Regions from separate parts of the Mus musculus genome. Here regions 1, 2, 3 and 4 are each linked to region 5. Evidence: chromatin contacts called from public HiChIP or PLAC-seq, capture Hi-C and promoter capture Hi-C data. All regions are on one chromosome and are shown on one strand. The core of a region is the stretch at or near the end of the contact, and the rest is flanking DNA. Distances in the headings are between cores, read along the strand shown. Region 1 overlaps Fubp3 (far upstream element (FUSE) binding protein 3). Region 2 overlaps Nup214 (nucleoporin 214). Region 3 holds the start of Fubp3 (far upstream element (FUSE) binding protein 3). Region 4 holds the start of Prdm12 (PR domain containing 12). Region 5 holds the start of Qrfp (pyroglutamylated RFamide peptide).

Evidence for each region. Promoter capture Hi-C pulls out the DNA fragments that hold promoters and counts their contacts. HiChIP or PLAC-seq counts read pairs in DNA pulled down with a chosen protein or histone mark. Capture Hi-C pulls out chosen DNA fragments and counts their contacts.
Region 1: a promoter capture Hi-C map of embryonic stem cells shows a contact between it and region 5, with 2.8 times the contacts expected there. The contact joins the enhancer-like site here to the promoter of Qrfp in region 5. A contact is called at or near these places in 10 of 39 promoter capture datasets (the 3T3-L1 cell line, cranial neural crest, embryonic stem cells and 6 more), 2 of 484 Hi-C or Micro-C datasets (liver and nephron progenitors), 1 of 115 datasets of contacts at active chromatin or transcription factors (cardiomyocytes) and 2 of 9 other capture datasets (adipose tissue and liver).
Region 2: a contact with region 5 is called in a promoter capture Hi-C map of hippocampal neurons, with 2.5 times the contacts expected there. The contact joins the enhancer-like site here to the promoter of Qrfp in region 5. A contact is called at or near these places in 11 of 39 promoter capture datasets (the 3T3-L1 cell line, the C10 cell line, cranial neural crest and 8 more), 1 of 484 Hi-C or Micro-C datasets (the P5424 cell line) and 3 of 9 other capture datasets (embryonic stem cells, liver and pancreatic islet).
Region 3: an HNF4G HiChIP or PLAC-seq map of pancreatic cancer cells shows a contact between it and region 5. The contact joins the promoter of Fubp3 here to the promoter of Qrfp in region 5. A contact is called at or near these places in 12 of 39 promoter capture datasets (the 3T3-L1 cell line, the HPC-7 cell line, cranial neural crest and 8 more), 1 of 484 Hi-C or Micro-C datasets (nephron progenitors), 1 of 115 datasets of contacts at active chromatin or transcription factors (pancreatic cancer cells) and 2 of 9 other capture datasets (adipose tissue and macrophages).
Region 4: a capture Hi-C map of macrophages shows a contact between it and region 5, with 4 times the contacts expected there. The contact joins the promoter of Prdm12 here to the promoter of Qrfp in region 5. A contact is called at or near these places in 8 of 39 promoter capture datasets (the 3T3-L1 cell line, 3T3-L1-derived adipocytes, the SN4741 cell line and 4 more), 1 of 115 datasets of contacts at active chromatin or transcription factors (bone marrow-derived macrophages) and 3 of 9 other capture datasets (adipose tissue, liver and macrophages).

The regions. Positions count from the first base shown.
Region 1 is chr2:31,590,568-31,593,267 of GRCm38.p6, forward strand. Fubp3 (far upstream element (FUSE) binding protein 3) reads left to right here. Exons shown (of 18, transcript NM_001033389.4): 3 at 1,896-1,929. Among named protein-coding and RNA genes, the nearest start is that of Fubp3, 19 kb to the left of the region's middle. Within about 2 kb of position 1,439, at least 17 of the 459 cell types and tissues checked have an H3K27ac peak or open chromatin away from gene starts, as enhancers often do. A contact at or near this core is called in embryonic stem cells, where this site is marked.
Region 2 is chr2:32,036,079-32,038,778 of GRCm38.p6, forward strand. It overlaps Nup214 (nucleoporin 214), which reads left to right. Exons shown (of 36, transcript NM_172268.2): 30 at 2,024-2,094. Among named protein-coding and RNA genes, the nearest start is that of Mir7674, 14 kb to the right of the region's middle. Within about 2 kb of position 1,348, at least 106 of the 459 cell types and tissues checked have an H3K27ac peak or open chromatin away from gene starts, as enhancers often do. A contact at or near this core is called in the P5424 cell line, hematopoietic stem and progenitor cells, hippocampal neurons and 2 more, where this site is marked.
Region 3 is chr2:31,571,244-31,573,943 of GRCm38.p6, forward strand. It overlaps Fubp3 (far upstream element (FUSE) binding protein 3), which reads left to right and starts at 1,408. Exons shown (of 18, transcript NM_001033389.4): 1 at 1,408-1,710. The coding sequence starts at 1,627.
Region 4 is chr2:31,638,730-31,641,429 of GRCm38.p6, forward strand. Prdm12 (PR domain containing 12) reads left to right here and starts at 1,308. Exons shown (of 5, transcript NM_001123362.1): 1 at 1,308-1,592. The coding sequence starts at 1,370.
Region 5 is chr2:31,809,192-31,811,891 of GRCm38.p6, forward strand. Qrfp (pyroglutamylated RFamide peptide) reads right to left here and starts at 1,389. Exons shown (of 2, transcript NM_183424.4): 1 at 1,216-1,389.

The DNA of each region.
Region 1 (2,700 bases), core at 189-2,688, 220 kb before region 5:
CGAGAGGGGGTAGGGTGGATTTTGGGCTTCTCAGCTTACCTGAGGTTGAGCACTTACTTGGTGGAATCTGGTATTCTCCTTTGGTGCCATGGCCCTTGAAGGCTGTGTATGTGGGAGTAGTGGTGTGTGCAGGTTTGGTTCTAGTGTTTGTGATGCCTCCATGTGTCAGGGAAGCAGTTAGAATAATAGCAGGTGTGAGGCCCACGACATGTACCTTGCCAACAAAAAGGAATTTCAGTTGTGAGCACAGGCTGTCACTGAATGCTGTTTAAACAGAAACCCTGGAATATTCCAGTGAGGCTTACACAGTTCTTTGTCACCAAGTCACCCATTGCTGTGTTCCTGTGGCTTCTGTCATAACTGAAGATCATCAGCCTGCAGTGTCTCTGAGCCTGCTCTGCCATGTAGCTCTCAGGACCTTATTCACGTGCAGTGTTTAGTTCTTCTGTATTCAGTGGACTCTTCACCCTCTAGTAGAGGGATTCTGATGGAAATTGGAAAGCTAAACTTTTGAGGTAGGGCTCTCATTATAGCCCAGGCTGCCCTTGACATCTGTGTATATGTAACTGAGGCTGGCTTTACAGGGGTAGAACAGCTGTGCAGCCCCACAAGCCTCTGCCCTTGCCCCTTTCTTTGGTGTGTTGTTTTGTCCCCCTTAGTGGACAGTTCTTGGGCAAAAGCCTATGATGGGGATTCCTTTCCTAATCTGGAGAGTGTCCAGATTTCATGCGAATGGGAATCCAGCACTGGGTAAGGGCAAAGAAAGTTCTAAGAGTCAATTAAAAAACAACTCTATCTCTGAGATAAGCGACTAACAGTGTCCAGCGTCTGTGCTTTGGCTGCAGACCATCATCTTGCTATTGATCCAGATGGAATATGGTTTTTGTTTTTTGTTTTTTCTTGGATCAATAGCTTCAGTGAACTTAGTAGTTTACTTTTGCTGTATTGTTTCTCCTTTTGGAGTATCAGGGTCTGGATTGCACTCCTTTGTCTCTCTATAGTCCTCCAGTGTTCAGAGGATGGCAGGTAACTGGACAGGACGCAGCAGCTCTTAAGCCTTCACTCTTTCCAGATATTGGTGTGCTTCCCCAGAGACACACTTTTGAATGCTTTTTTAGCATCTTGAAAGGTCCGTTCAGTTCTTTACTATTGGTTTGGGTTTATAATCTCCCTCTGTCTGCTGACTATATTTCTTGAACTGCATTTTCCAGAAGAGAAGCAGCATAGAACCATTTCTGCTGATGGCTGGTGAAGGAGGAGCACATCAATAGCTGAGAGACAGAAACCAGATCAGGGAGTCTGACAGCCGCTCTGGGAATGAGATTGCAGAGTCTGTTCTAATAGTGAGAGGCTGTTGCCACTCAACTCTGTGAAATGGGCTAGAGAAGCTGCTGCAGGAGGGCGGAGCCTGGTCTTCTCTGAATTGTTCTGGGTGGGGTAAGGGATGACAAAACAGGGACATATGTGCATGTTCTTTGTAACTACAGCTGCCTTGGAGCAGTCTTCAACTGTGCTTCCATGGAGGTAAATCTGCTCATTTGGTTTTAAAAGAGCAGGAGCGTCCTGAGTATCTTCGTTGGGTTTGGATGCCGGGCAAGAGGGAGAGAGCAGGATTTAGACAGACAGGCTTCCCTCGTAGGCTCTCAGCATGTGGACATACAGATCAATTTCTTATCCTTCGTTCAGCTGGACACTGGGTTAGAGGCTGTTGAGCAAGATGTCCCCTCCTGTTTCATATCACATAACGCATTCATTTCAGCCACTGAGCCTAAATTACTGTTTGCTTTCTTTCTGCCTCCCTCCCACCCCCTGAACAGTAAGAATGTGGGTAAGGATGGAGTTAGTTTATCCGTGCTAATGCTTTGATTTTTCTTTTCTCTTTCTCTTTGCCACAGTAGGTAACCAGTTAGGGGCCTTGGTACATCAAAGGTAAGCAGTGGGTTATGTTTTATTATTTATTGATCATTTCTAATTGTTTATTGATCCACCATCTGCACTGGAGTGTTAGCAAGTCAGAGGTTGGAAGTGTGGGAAGCCAGGGGCTAGATTTTCTTAAGATCCATGGTTCCTGCAGCCCTCTCCAGAACAGTGCAGGCCAGAGGAACAGACTGATCCGAGGCACTAAACCAGCCCCTGTAGAGCCTCAAGAGACTCTGACAATAGAGGAGTTGCTCTCTTCCACTGTAGATTAGATTTGAAAGGAGGGACGGCATTGTCCTGCTGGTTCTGTGGATCTTCCAGTACTCAGATCTTCAGCCTCTTCACAGGAGAAGAATGCATTCTTGGGTGAACAGAGTGTTGGGGGCTTCGAAAGCAAGATGTGCCTGGGATTGAGGATTTGTTGGGAGAATCTTGGCTAAGTGCCTAGTTTCTTCTCAGCTTCTCTTTTCCCCCATAGCCCTCCATTAAGTTGAGGATTTAGATACAAAGACCCTAGGCTTTAAAAAGGCCCATCTGTAAGATAAGAGTATCTGGTCATAGCATCACCCACAGGAAAGGGGAAAGTGCTCCGGGGACTGTGGTCTTCTCTTCTGCAGAGAATGTTAACTGTCAGTTGATGTCCTTAACCTGTGCTGCAAGTGACATAGCTGCTCCCTCCCTGTTGTACATAAAATGCTGGGTCTGTTAACATCACCAACAGTCAGTTAAGTTGGAAGGTTTAGCCTGAATTTCTTGTTTCATTGTTTTGTTTGTTTAATG
Region 2 (2,700 bases), core at 98-2,597, 230 kb after region 5:
TCTTACCAAAACAACTATAAAGACACAGTAGGCAGAGAAACACAACTCTGAACACCACCATCCCACCCACCACCACCTGGTCTCCTCCCTGTGCCCTGAGACTGCAAGCACATGGCCTATCTGGGTGAGGGGCATTTAATGGGCAGGGAGAAGGCCTAAGACTTAAAGGAGAGTAAAATCTTGCCACTGCTTGTCCTGAGCATCAAGGACAGAACTTTAAAAAGTATGTACAAACATCATTGAGCCGGCTCACCAAATTTGGAGCCTCCCAAGGGGTCTTGTTTAAACATAGAAGTGCTTGGTTAGATCCTGGGGCCGACCTCCAGTTGTCTGTTCTCCGGGAAACTCCACCCTGCTTAGTTATAGGCCTGCATCCCTTGCCTCACTTCCAGTTGTACCTGGCAGAAGAGACTCCACTCTGATGGAATCCAGTACTTGAGTGTATGTAGATAGGGAGAATGATTGCTGGTGTGGGTCACTGGCAGTACTCTTGTTAGCCAAGATCGTGACGGTATGCCACCCGCCACCACCTGACCTGGTAGGAGAGAAGAGTTCAATCCTAGGGACTTTTAGAATGCTAACAGTGAGGTAAGAACCTCGCAATCGGCCCTCCACATGTATGGGTTCTGTACCTGCAGATGTGGCCCTCCATGGATTGAAATAACTAGGGAAGATCTATGCTGACCATGTACACTTTTTCTTGCCATTATCCCTGAGCAGGACAGAGTAGCAGCTAGTTGACATAGTCTCTCCAGTATACTTCCGTGTACCATAAGTCATCCCAAGGTGATGGAAGATATGTGGGAGCCTGGACACACGGGCTCAAACACCACAGCGTGCCACGTCATGAAAGAGACTACTGCATCCTCAGATTTTATATCTGGGTACTCTCAGAGATCTAGAATTTATGGATACCAAGAACAGCTGTGTTTACATAGAATTTTCTCCATTTCCTCAGTGGGGAAGCGTTTTTTTTTTAATTGTTAATATATTTATTGACATTTTTGTGTGTGTTTGCATGCATGTATATAATACAATTTGATCAGAATCACATATCTCCAGCCCCCTATCTTACCCTCCTCTCTGGAACCCTTCCTTTCTAACAACCCCTCCTGCTTTCTGTTTCTTTTCTTTCTTAATGACTGGCTGAGTTTAACAGTTTGATTAGCTTTTATGAACGTAGGTATGGGATTGCTTACTGGATCACAAACAACTATCCATAAATACACTTCTGGAGAAAAATTACTCCCCTTCTCCAGTAGCCATTAACTACCAGTAGGTCCTCAACTAGACGTAGGGTGTTATGAGTTCCGCCCCCTCTGTCCTGGACTGTTAGCAAGCAGGAAATGGTTCCTGCTGTGGGCCCCTGAGCACAGCAGTCATGTCGTATTTAGAAAACAGTTTTACTCTCTTCCTGCCGATGGTCATGCTCTTCAATTCTTTATACTTCTTGCTCTGTCTTCCAAAGTATTCTGGGAGCCTTTAGTCCAACTTAGGGTAAGACACCGGACAGTCTCTTAGTCTCAGCACAGTTAGCAGTCTCTTCACTAACCAACTGCCCACTTCAAAAAGCTGCTGTGACTAAGACTGAGAGCAGTGTTAATCTGTGGGTGTAAGTACAAGTATTCAGAAAGAAATTGGACTTGTCTATTTAGCAGAACAACAATAATAGCTTCTCCCCGCCAGTGTATGACCTTGTCAGCCTGGGATTTTAACCAGTTTGTTTACAGTGCCAGGAATGAATTTCCTCCTGTGGAGCAGGCCTCTAAGCAGAAAGTGATAGTTTACTTCCATACATTCATGCCATGGCTACATAAATAGGCCTATCTTTTCCAGCGGTTTAGTACTGGAGCAGGTACACTCACCCCTGGAGAAGGCCAGTGATGGCTTTTACATCCAGTGACGTTCATAACACATCTATAGGCTGTGGGTGTTTTGATTGGGTTTGGGTTTGGGTTTGGGTTTAATTTTGATGTTTAAAAAAGATTTCTCCAAATTGAATCTTTGTCTTTGTGTCTTACAGGTTTTGGGTCTAGTAATACTGGTTCTGTGTTTGGCCAGGCAGCCAACACTGGTGGGTCAGTCTTTGGCCAGGTAAGTATACATGATTGTCTCTCTCTGTGTGATCATCTGTCTAGTTTTTTCCCAGTGTAATAGACTTAGTTTATGCTCAGGGTCCAGGCTGGCAAGCAACCACATACAGTTCCTTTTTCCTTCTTTTTCTTTTCCTTTTTTCTTTTCTTTTTCTTCTTTTCCTTTTTCTTTTCCTTTTTCGGATTCTTTCCAGACAGATTTCTCTGAGTTGCTCTGGCTGTCCTGGAACTCACTCTGTAGACCAGGCTGGCCTCGAACTCAGAAATCTGCCTGCCTCTGCCTCCCGAGTGCTGGGATTAAAGGTGTGCGCCACCACGCTCGGCACATTCTAATTTTAGTACAGTGATATGCGTAAGCAAGCCCTCATTTCTCTATAACGGTTCATTTCCCAACATTTTGAAGTGAGCAGGTTTCTGTCTCACACCACCGTGCCCCTCAGCTGGCAGTCCCCATTGTTCCTCTGCACTGCTGCCTTTCCTAAAGCCTGTCTTATTCTGCATCATCACCCAATGTCAGCTTAACTAATGTGAGCAGCCCCCAAACCACAAGCTGGTCTCTGAAAGGACCGGATTCTAAACAGAAAGAGTGCCTGGAGCTTGTGCAGCT
Region 3 (2,700 bases), core at 158-2,657, 240 kb before region 5:
GTCTAAGATGCTTCCCCTGTCCTCATTGGACAAAATTCTTTACGTATTCATTGAACAGATACCAAGCGCCAACCAAATCAACAGGGGGTTTGTAATAAGTGTTAGATAAAGAGACCCTGGATAGAAGAACATCCCATTTCTACTCATCAGGGCCAGCCAGTTGGGAGTATGGAAGAGTGGACAGTGTTTCCTCAGAGGTTGGTAGGACAAACGTCAAGTAGGGCCAAGTCTGTCCTGAAGATTGAAACTCTGTGTTTGCTAAACTCAAGCATAGATGAAGTGAAAACTCTCCACCATCCAGAGTGCCAGCTTGGTCTCCCCTACGGGTTTGGAAATGATCTGTCTAAAGTGATCAACCTGTGCAGTTTGGCCAGCTTCTTTGATTTTGCCATAATCTAGGAATCATTCAGAGTCAGCGATATTCAACTTAGAATTAGTTTCCTAAGCATCTGCTATGTGCCAAACTCTAGGAATCCAAGAAAAAAAAAAAACGAGAGCCTCAGGGTTGATGAGGTGGCTCCGCGGTGTGGGTGTTTGCTGCCAGACCTGATAACCTGTTTGATTCCCGGGACCCATATGGTGGAAGTATATAACCAACTCTAGGGAGTTGTCCTCTGACTTTCACATGTATGTGGTGACACATTCTACACGCACACACTGAAACGAAGAATGGAAGGAAAGAATAGTAAATTGAGTTTCAAGTAGCTAGCTGCGGGTGACCTAGAACATGACCTTGAACTCCTGAACTTCCGTACAAACCCACTGCCCATACATATTGGCACAGTGGGGTGTAACTTTTTGTTCTGACGGAGGCAGGGGGTTCTGAAGTGAGACTCCCCCCTTTTCCTTCCCCTCAAGCATTCAAACATTCCTAAAGATCTCTTGCCTCAGCAGGCCCGGAAGCAATGATGGTCCCACGGTATTTCCTGTTACCCGGGTGAAAGAATGTGAAAGAGGACACCAGGCTTCTTTTGAGCAGTGTCATCAAACCGATCCTTGGCAAACTGATGGCCCATTCTGGAGCCTGGGACTCCCTGCAGCAAAGGCGGAGCCCTGCCGTACTAAGGGTCCTAGTACCAAGTAAGGTGCTCAATCTCAGTCAATGCAGCACACCACGACCCCACTTCGAGAGGGAGGGGGCTGCCAGTGCACCTCGACGGCTTGGGTAAGGTGTTGGAAGAGCCAAGTCCAAGTTTCTCCTCCGTCAGGTGGCAAAACCACACAGCGGGGGACTATAAGGCCGCACCTGCGCCGCGGTGGCGGTCCCACGCTTGCTAAAGGCCTGGGGCCCACGCCTTTGGAGGGCGGGGTCGCAACCTGGTCTTTTTGACGGACATCTGCCTGTGCCCAGGGCAGGCCCCCCTCGCGCCACGGCCACGCCCCCACTTCCGGCCGGACAGCGGTCACGTGCTTTGAGACCCCGCCTCACAGACGCTGCTTTCCCCCAACCTATCTCTCTCTCTCTCTCTCTCTCTCTCTCTGTCTCCCTCTGAGCTAGCAGTGCCTTCCCTTCGCTTCCCTTCCGCCGGAAGTGGGGCGACTTTCCCTTTCCGGCTACGGGTCCCGGAGCGGAGTGGGAGGCCGGACCGGGGGAGCCGAGCGACGGCGGTGGCGGTGGGCTTGGCTATGGCGGAGCTGGTGCAGGGGCAGAGCGCTCCGGTGGGCATGAAGGCTGAGGGCTTTGTGGATGCCCTGCACCGGGTCCGGCAGGTACGGGCGCGGGAGGCCGGGGGCGGGAGGCCGCTGCGCCGACGCCTCCGGTGGGCGCCTAGGGCCGCGAGTCGCGGGAGGCCCGGGCGGTTCCCTCGGGAGCTCCGGGGCCAGAGGAAGCTTTTGCCAAGCGCTCCTGGCGCCCGCGCGCCCGACTGCACCCAGCGGCCTGCTCTCCATGATTCAGATCCCAGCAGGTCCTGGTTGTAGACCCCAGGCATCCATCTCACGCCCTGGACGTGGCTTCTGCAGCTTTGGGAAACCTCGCCTTCCACTTAATGCATTTCAAGCATATTGGAAGAAATTCGAGGATATTTTATATTTGAAATTCTCTATTTTGCAGAGAGAAGGGGAGGTGTTAAGTGGGTGGTCCTCGAGAGTTCCTTCTGGCGATTAGTCTTAACTCTACTGGGAAGAGTGTGGGATGGACTCGTTCGGACCGTGAAACTACCATCTGGCAATATTGTGCGTTTTGTCAGTGAAACTGGCTTTTTAGAGGACTTAGGCTTCTCTGAATGAATATGGGACCTCTCTGGCTCCTGGCATGGTGCCTAGTACAAAATTGTCCTTGTATTTTGCCTGAAACTTAGTGACAAGTTACCCCGACGCTCAAACTTTCCTCTATCCAGTGATGTTTATCTTCTCTGACTTTGTCAACTCTCTGGTTCTTTGAAAGTCGGGCTGTGTAACTAATGACGGTTTGGTTCCTAGTAGAATACCTGCCACAGGACTCATTGTTGGGAGAGTTTGACCGGTCACGTGAAAATGGGGTCTTTTCATCACTTTCCAGTAGTCCTTCGAGGAAACCCTACCTGTCTCCCCTATACTTTGCATATTAATACTGATGGTTCTGTAGACATTGTTTTATAACCTACCACAAATGTTGGACTCACCCAAAAGTTTCTCTGGTGGGTTGTTACTGCCTAGTTGGAGCAGTGAGTATCCAATAGTGTGATGATACTTCAGTTACTCCATGATTGTAATGGATGA
Region 4 (2,700 bases), core at 58-2,557, 170 kb before region 5:
GGTGGCTTCCTAGGTTGAAATCCCAGTAGACTGATTCCAAAGCAGGGCCCAGCAGATGGCTTTGCCCTGGGCCGTCCGCAATTTCAGAGGCATTTTGGGTGTCTGCAATTCCCATCTTGCATTGCTCTAGGGTATTCCACAGATGTGAGTATCTGATGACCTTTCAATACTCCCCACCCCAACTTAGTACTCCTAGGGCTGGTAACCTTTCTATGGTAGGTGAGATCCAGCCCCGACGGCGACTCCTCAGCAGCCCTCTGTGCTGGTGACGGAAGTTTTACACTGGCTGTGCGCAGCGAGCAGAGCTCTTGGGGAGCCCGTTTAGGACGAAGCGCCCGCTTGGGTAGCGCTGCCAGCGCAAGAGATCTGCATCTCCCAAGCTGTCCGGGTTGCCACCGCAGCTTAAGGAGTGAAGCCTCTAAAGAGCAGAGGGTGTGGGACGAAGGAGAGGTGGGGATCGGACAGAGTACTGGGCTTGGTTAAGGAGATAGGCAAAGCACCGGCAGCTCTGGGAGTGGCCCGCAGAGCTAGGAAGGTGAAGGCCTAGCTTGGGATCCACAGTGATCAAGGATCTTGCTTAGCCCGGGTGAGCATGGGGACCCGCGGGGTTTGCAGCCATACGCCCCCTCTTTCTCAGTCTAGTCCCGGGAGTAAAGGCAAGCCTCGCTGCGCAGCATCCCCTACTTCAACACCCGTCCCCCCCCACCCCCCTTCCTCGCTCCGGGCCGCGAGTTGAGCCTCCCTCCCTGCCTGGAGCTTCCCACGGGGAGAAGAGGAGGAGGGGGAGGAGGAGGAAGGCTGGGGGGAGGGAGGAGCAGAGGGAGACTATTCTGAGCGGTCCGCACGCTGCCCCCGCCCCTCGCGCTGTCGGTGAAGGCTCCTTCGAGCCTGGCCGGGTACAAGTCTGTCCTTCGACGTCAGGGGGTCATTAATAACCAATTAGGAGGGTCACTGCAGCTCCTATAAAAGAGCTGAGATTTTGCTAAGGGGAGGACGGTCCTGGCTGGGTGTATAGAAGGCTAGTGGGAAACCGAGAGTCCTTGGTCGTTGTCTCTCTACAGCCACCCGCCGCCCACCCTTCCCGCACCCCTCCTGGTATCCACCCTTGTCTCCACCCGCGGACTTCCAGCCCTCCGTGCTGCCTCTGCCATCTCTGCAGATTTTGTGAATCTCCGGTTTGGCTCCCTGTCTTCCCAGCCATCTCTTGCCACGCACTCCCCAGTGCACCCTCCTCCTGCTCCTCTTCCTCCTCCTCCCTCGTGTTGTGTCACCCTCCTCTCCTTTCATTCCTTTGACCCCTCTTCGTTGCCCACCTCTCCGGAGTCCACCTAGCCGTCCTTCGGCGCCCGCGGCGAGCCCTCCGCCGCCCATGATGGGCTCTGTGCTCCCAGCTGAGGCCCTGGTGCTCAAAACAGGGCTGAAGGCTCCGGGGTTGGCGCTGGCAGAGGTCATCACCTCCGACATCCTGCACAGTTTCTTATATGGCCGATGGCGCAACGTGCTAGGCGAACAGCTGCTGGAAGACAAGAGCCACCACGCCAGCCCAAAAACGGCCTTCACGGCCGAGGTCCTGGCGCAGTCCTTCTCAGGAGGTGAGTGTGCCGTCGGGGCTCCACTCCTTCGCTCTTCCTGGCTACCCCCAATTCTCAGGTTAGCGGCACGGGTCCAGATGGGGAACACAGGGGCTGGGGCTGCCGCTCCCAGCCAGGATGCGCTCTCCCTAATCAGCGCACCTCAGTTTTTTCGTGGGTCCAACCTGGGTTGCAACGGCCTCATGGAAGCAGAGAAGAGGCATGTAGGAATGCAGGAGGCTCAGGGACCAGATCCCAACGACCGGAGCGACTTACCTCGGTCAGCCCGGGCTCTCCTGTGTCGTCTCTCCCCACCCCATCCTCCAGCCTGGAGCTGGCGGTTTCCTGGCATTAAAAGCCTTACTGGGCGTGTAATAGCAGTTGACTCAAAAAGAAGGGGTTTTAAATTCATTTGGTTAACTTGGGCTTGACCCGCGAAAGTTCCCACTTAAACCACAAACTTTAAAAGACAGCCGGGGCCGGGAAGGGGCGGAGGGCGGGCAGGCCGGAGAGAAAAAGCCGCAGAGAGCGAGGGAGAGAAAGAGAGCGAAGAAAGTTTCTTTTCTTTAAGATGTCTCAAGTTCTTATTCCTCATTCGTCACCCCGCAAACAATATCTTTCCCCAGCGCTGGCGTCTCTGAGCGACGCCCTCTCTTCCCCTTTAAGATCGCTGTTCCTCTCTTAATTTACCGTGAAGACTAATTCCACTTCCATTCACGCTATGTCAACCATCTAATCCTGCCTTTTTGTAAGGGGAATTCCTCGGCCCCTTTTAAACAAGTCCCCTCCGCATTGAGATACAATTTACTGCTACAGCTTTCTTCCAGGGCTAATGAATTTAGAATTAGCAATTTCTTTCGAATGGAACCGAATGAATGCGATCACTTTAACAGCGTGACAAATTGCCGGCCGCTCCGCAATGGACACCGTTTAACCCCCCCTTTCAGCCGGCCGGCTCGCCGGGTATTTTCCCAGGTAGCTTAGAGGGGAACCTTGTAAGACATGGAGGCCGCCCCTGTGTGCCTCAACGCTCCCACCCCTGCCGCAGAGGCCCCACCGGGGATCCTCTCGGGGTTAGGGACCGCTGGTTCTTCCTCGCCCATTAAAACGACTTCAGAGCTCGCCTGAT
Region 5 (2,700 bases), core at 139-2,638:
GAGGTACCCGGGTGGCCCTCGGGGCTGTGTGCATTTGGGTTCAATTTTCTATTATAATTATTGACTCTTGGGCCGTAGGCAGAGTGAGAAGCTGCCGTGTTTTCAACTTGATAATGAATAGGTCTAGCAGCTCTGCTGGGAAACCCCACTGTCTCCCTAATTCAGGAACAAGTTGCTCTTGGGAGGGGGAAATGGGCCTGGTGGCCCTTGTGTAAGTCAAACTCCTACCTGGGGAGGAGCTAGAGGCAAGGCTGGGGACAGCCAGCACCCACTGAGCTCCCACTGGGCAGGACAGGCTCTGGTGAATGGGTTTCTCTGTACAGTAAGTCTGTCTACAGCAAACGCTGCCCCACCACACAGCTCTGGGCTCTAATGTCAGTGTGGTTTCTCCCTGTGCCAGTCTCTAGGGAAATGATTGCTTCCTGATGATAGCCATCCAGCCCACCAACCCCGGGGCCACCCCCCCTAGGACCTCAGGCACAGAGAGCCTCAGGGTTTGCCCTAGGTCCTACAGCTTTATAAGAAAGAGAGCTGAATTCAAGGTAGCCTCATTACTCTGTGCCCCCATACCTGTCTCATTGTCTCGAGGTCCCCCCCCCCACATCCCTTGGTGGGAACTGTTCCCTTCCCTCACAGAGGATGCTTGTGTTTGCAGTGACCATGGGTGAGCTGAGCCGAGCTGGCTCATCCTCTGAGGAAGCCCCTGAAGCTGGAAGTGGCGGGGGACGGAGGGGGGAGGGGGGGGGACAGGGGGGACGACTTCTTTCCAGAAACAGCTCCCTTGAAAACATTTCAAAGAAGTGAGCGCAGCCAGAAAGCTTCAAAAACAACAACAAAAGCAGCCCTGCTTTCTACCCAAATCCAGCTTGCTAAGCCCCCTAGTCCCCAGGGCCTGGAGTAGCCTCCAGTCTGCTGCTGCTAAAGGGGCTTCCTCAGGCACGGGTGGAGAGGGCAGGGCCCCCCACATGGGACAGACAAGTCTCATTCCCTTCTCCCCATAGAAGGGGAGGACCAGGAATGGTCTTTATCCCCAGAGATTAATACTTCCTGGCTGGCATCTAGGGCCGGCTGGCTCTGGTGGAACTTGAGCTGAGGATGAAGCTGCGGGTCTCCCACACACCCGCCCTTCCTGGTGTGTGGCTCGTGGTGCTGGCTGTACCCGCCTGCACCCAGCTCACCTGGAGAGCCTGGCCTCCCGTCCCTTGCTGTACTCACTGTGCTGAGGGCTGCTCTAAGAAGGGCAGGTGAGTCCCTGGACCCCAGTTGTCAGGCAGAGCTGCTCAGGTCCCGGTCCAGCAGGCATGGCTCTGGGGTTCCCCCGCTTTATAAAGCTCCCTGGAGAGGCGAGCCCCAGCCTGCCTGATTGCTATGCATTCCTAGCCCCAGGATTCCTTTGGGGCTGCTGGTGGTGAAGGAAGGGGCACCGTGGGCCAAAGGACAAAGAGACAACGCAAACAGGATGTGGTCTGATGAAGAGTGGCGGGCGCCACCCTTGCAGCACAGAGAGCATCATCACGGGTCAACCGCGGGCTCAGACACTGGAGGTTCCCGGTGGAGACATGGAGGCCCACTCTTGAGAACCCTGATGGTGGCCCTGCCTTGGTCTCCCTCCAGAGACGGTGGGCTTACAGAGGCAGCATCCTCACTGCTGAGAGGGCTTGGAGGGTCATGGACACCCAGTCCCTTCTGTAGGCAGATGAGGTGTTCTGGTATATGATATACCCCTCCTTAGGAGCCTCGGGAGACATGAAACTGGGCAGGAATTCTTGGTTCTGAGGGGTTCAAGGTTTAGAACTCATGGCTAAGCAGGTCCCTCTCGGGCGACAGCTCCAGCAACACACTCAGTCTGTGACAACAGTGGTATGTTCTGTCTCTCTCACCATGCGGCCTCATGGCTGGTCATACTTTCCAGAGTTGGCTGCCCATCCAGACATAAAGCCACAGGGCCTGCCCTTCTAAATGGCGGAGTATGATCATACCTACCTCCCCAGTGGCTGTCAAGGTGGCTGGGAGATAAGGCATCGAGTTAGCTAGGTGTAGACTTGGCAAAGGTGTAGGGCAGGTAATGAGGCCTTCCTCCCACACTGGCACCCTCAGGAAGGACAGGGTTGTCTGTCACCACCACCCCTAACCACACACCATGACTTCTCTTCCGCTGAGTCCACGGCTGGGTGCTGTTCTTACCGGCCGGCACCACCGCAGTGAGTGTGTGTCTGCAGGGGCTGTAGATACCTCATCTCCATAGCCTCCTCCTTTTACCAGACTCCCTCTGGATGCTGACCACGGGTGCTCTGGCCAAGGTGTGGTCACTGCCCATTCCAGGGCCACTACTCAGTGCAGTTCTTCCGGTGACTAATGACAATGCCCCACCCACACACCCTGGATTCAGCAACTGCATGGTAGGGTGGGACCCTTCCCCTGTGGCCCACTCAGTTCCTCAGTTCACACTGGGCTCCCACCTGCCGTGCTGTGACTATGGGGCTGGGAGGCCAGCTCAGACATTTGCTTTAATCAAACACTTGGCTCTGAGGGCTGGGCAGACTCCCAAAGCGCTTTTCAGGCACACTCCTGGGTTCCTGCCTGCATCTGTCCCTCTGATCCTTGAGCCCCAGTGTCTTCAGCTACTGTCCGCCATGATGGGGGACCTTGCCAGCAGCTGCTGTCCAGGCCAGCGTGGAGTCTGGAGTTGAGGGTGTTTCT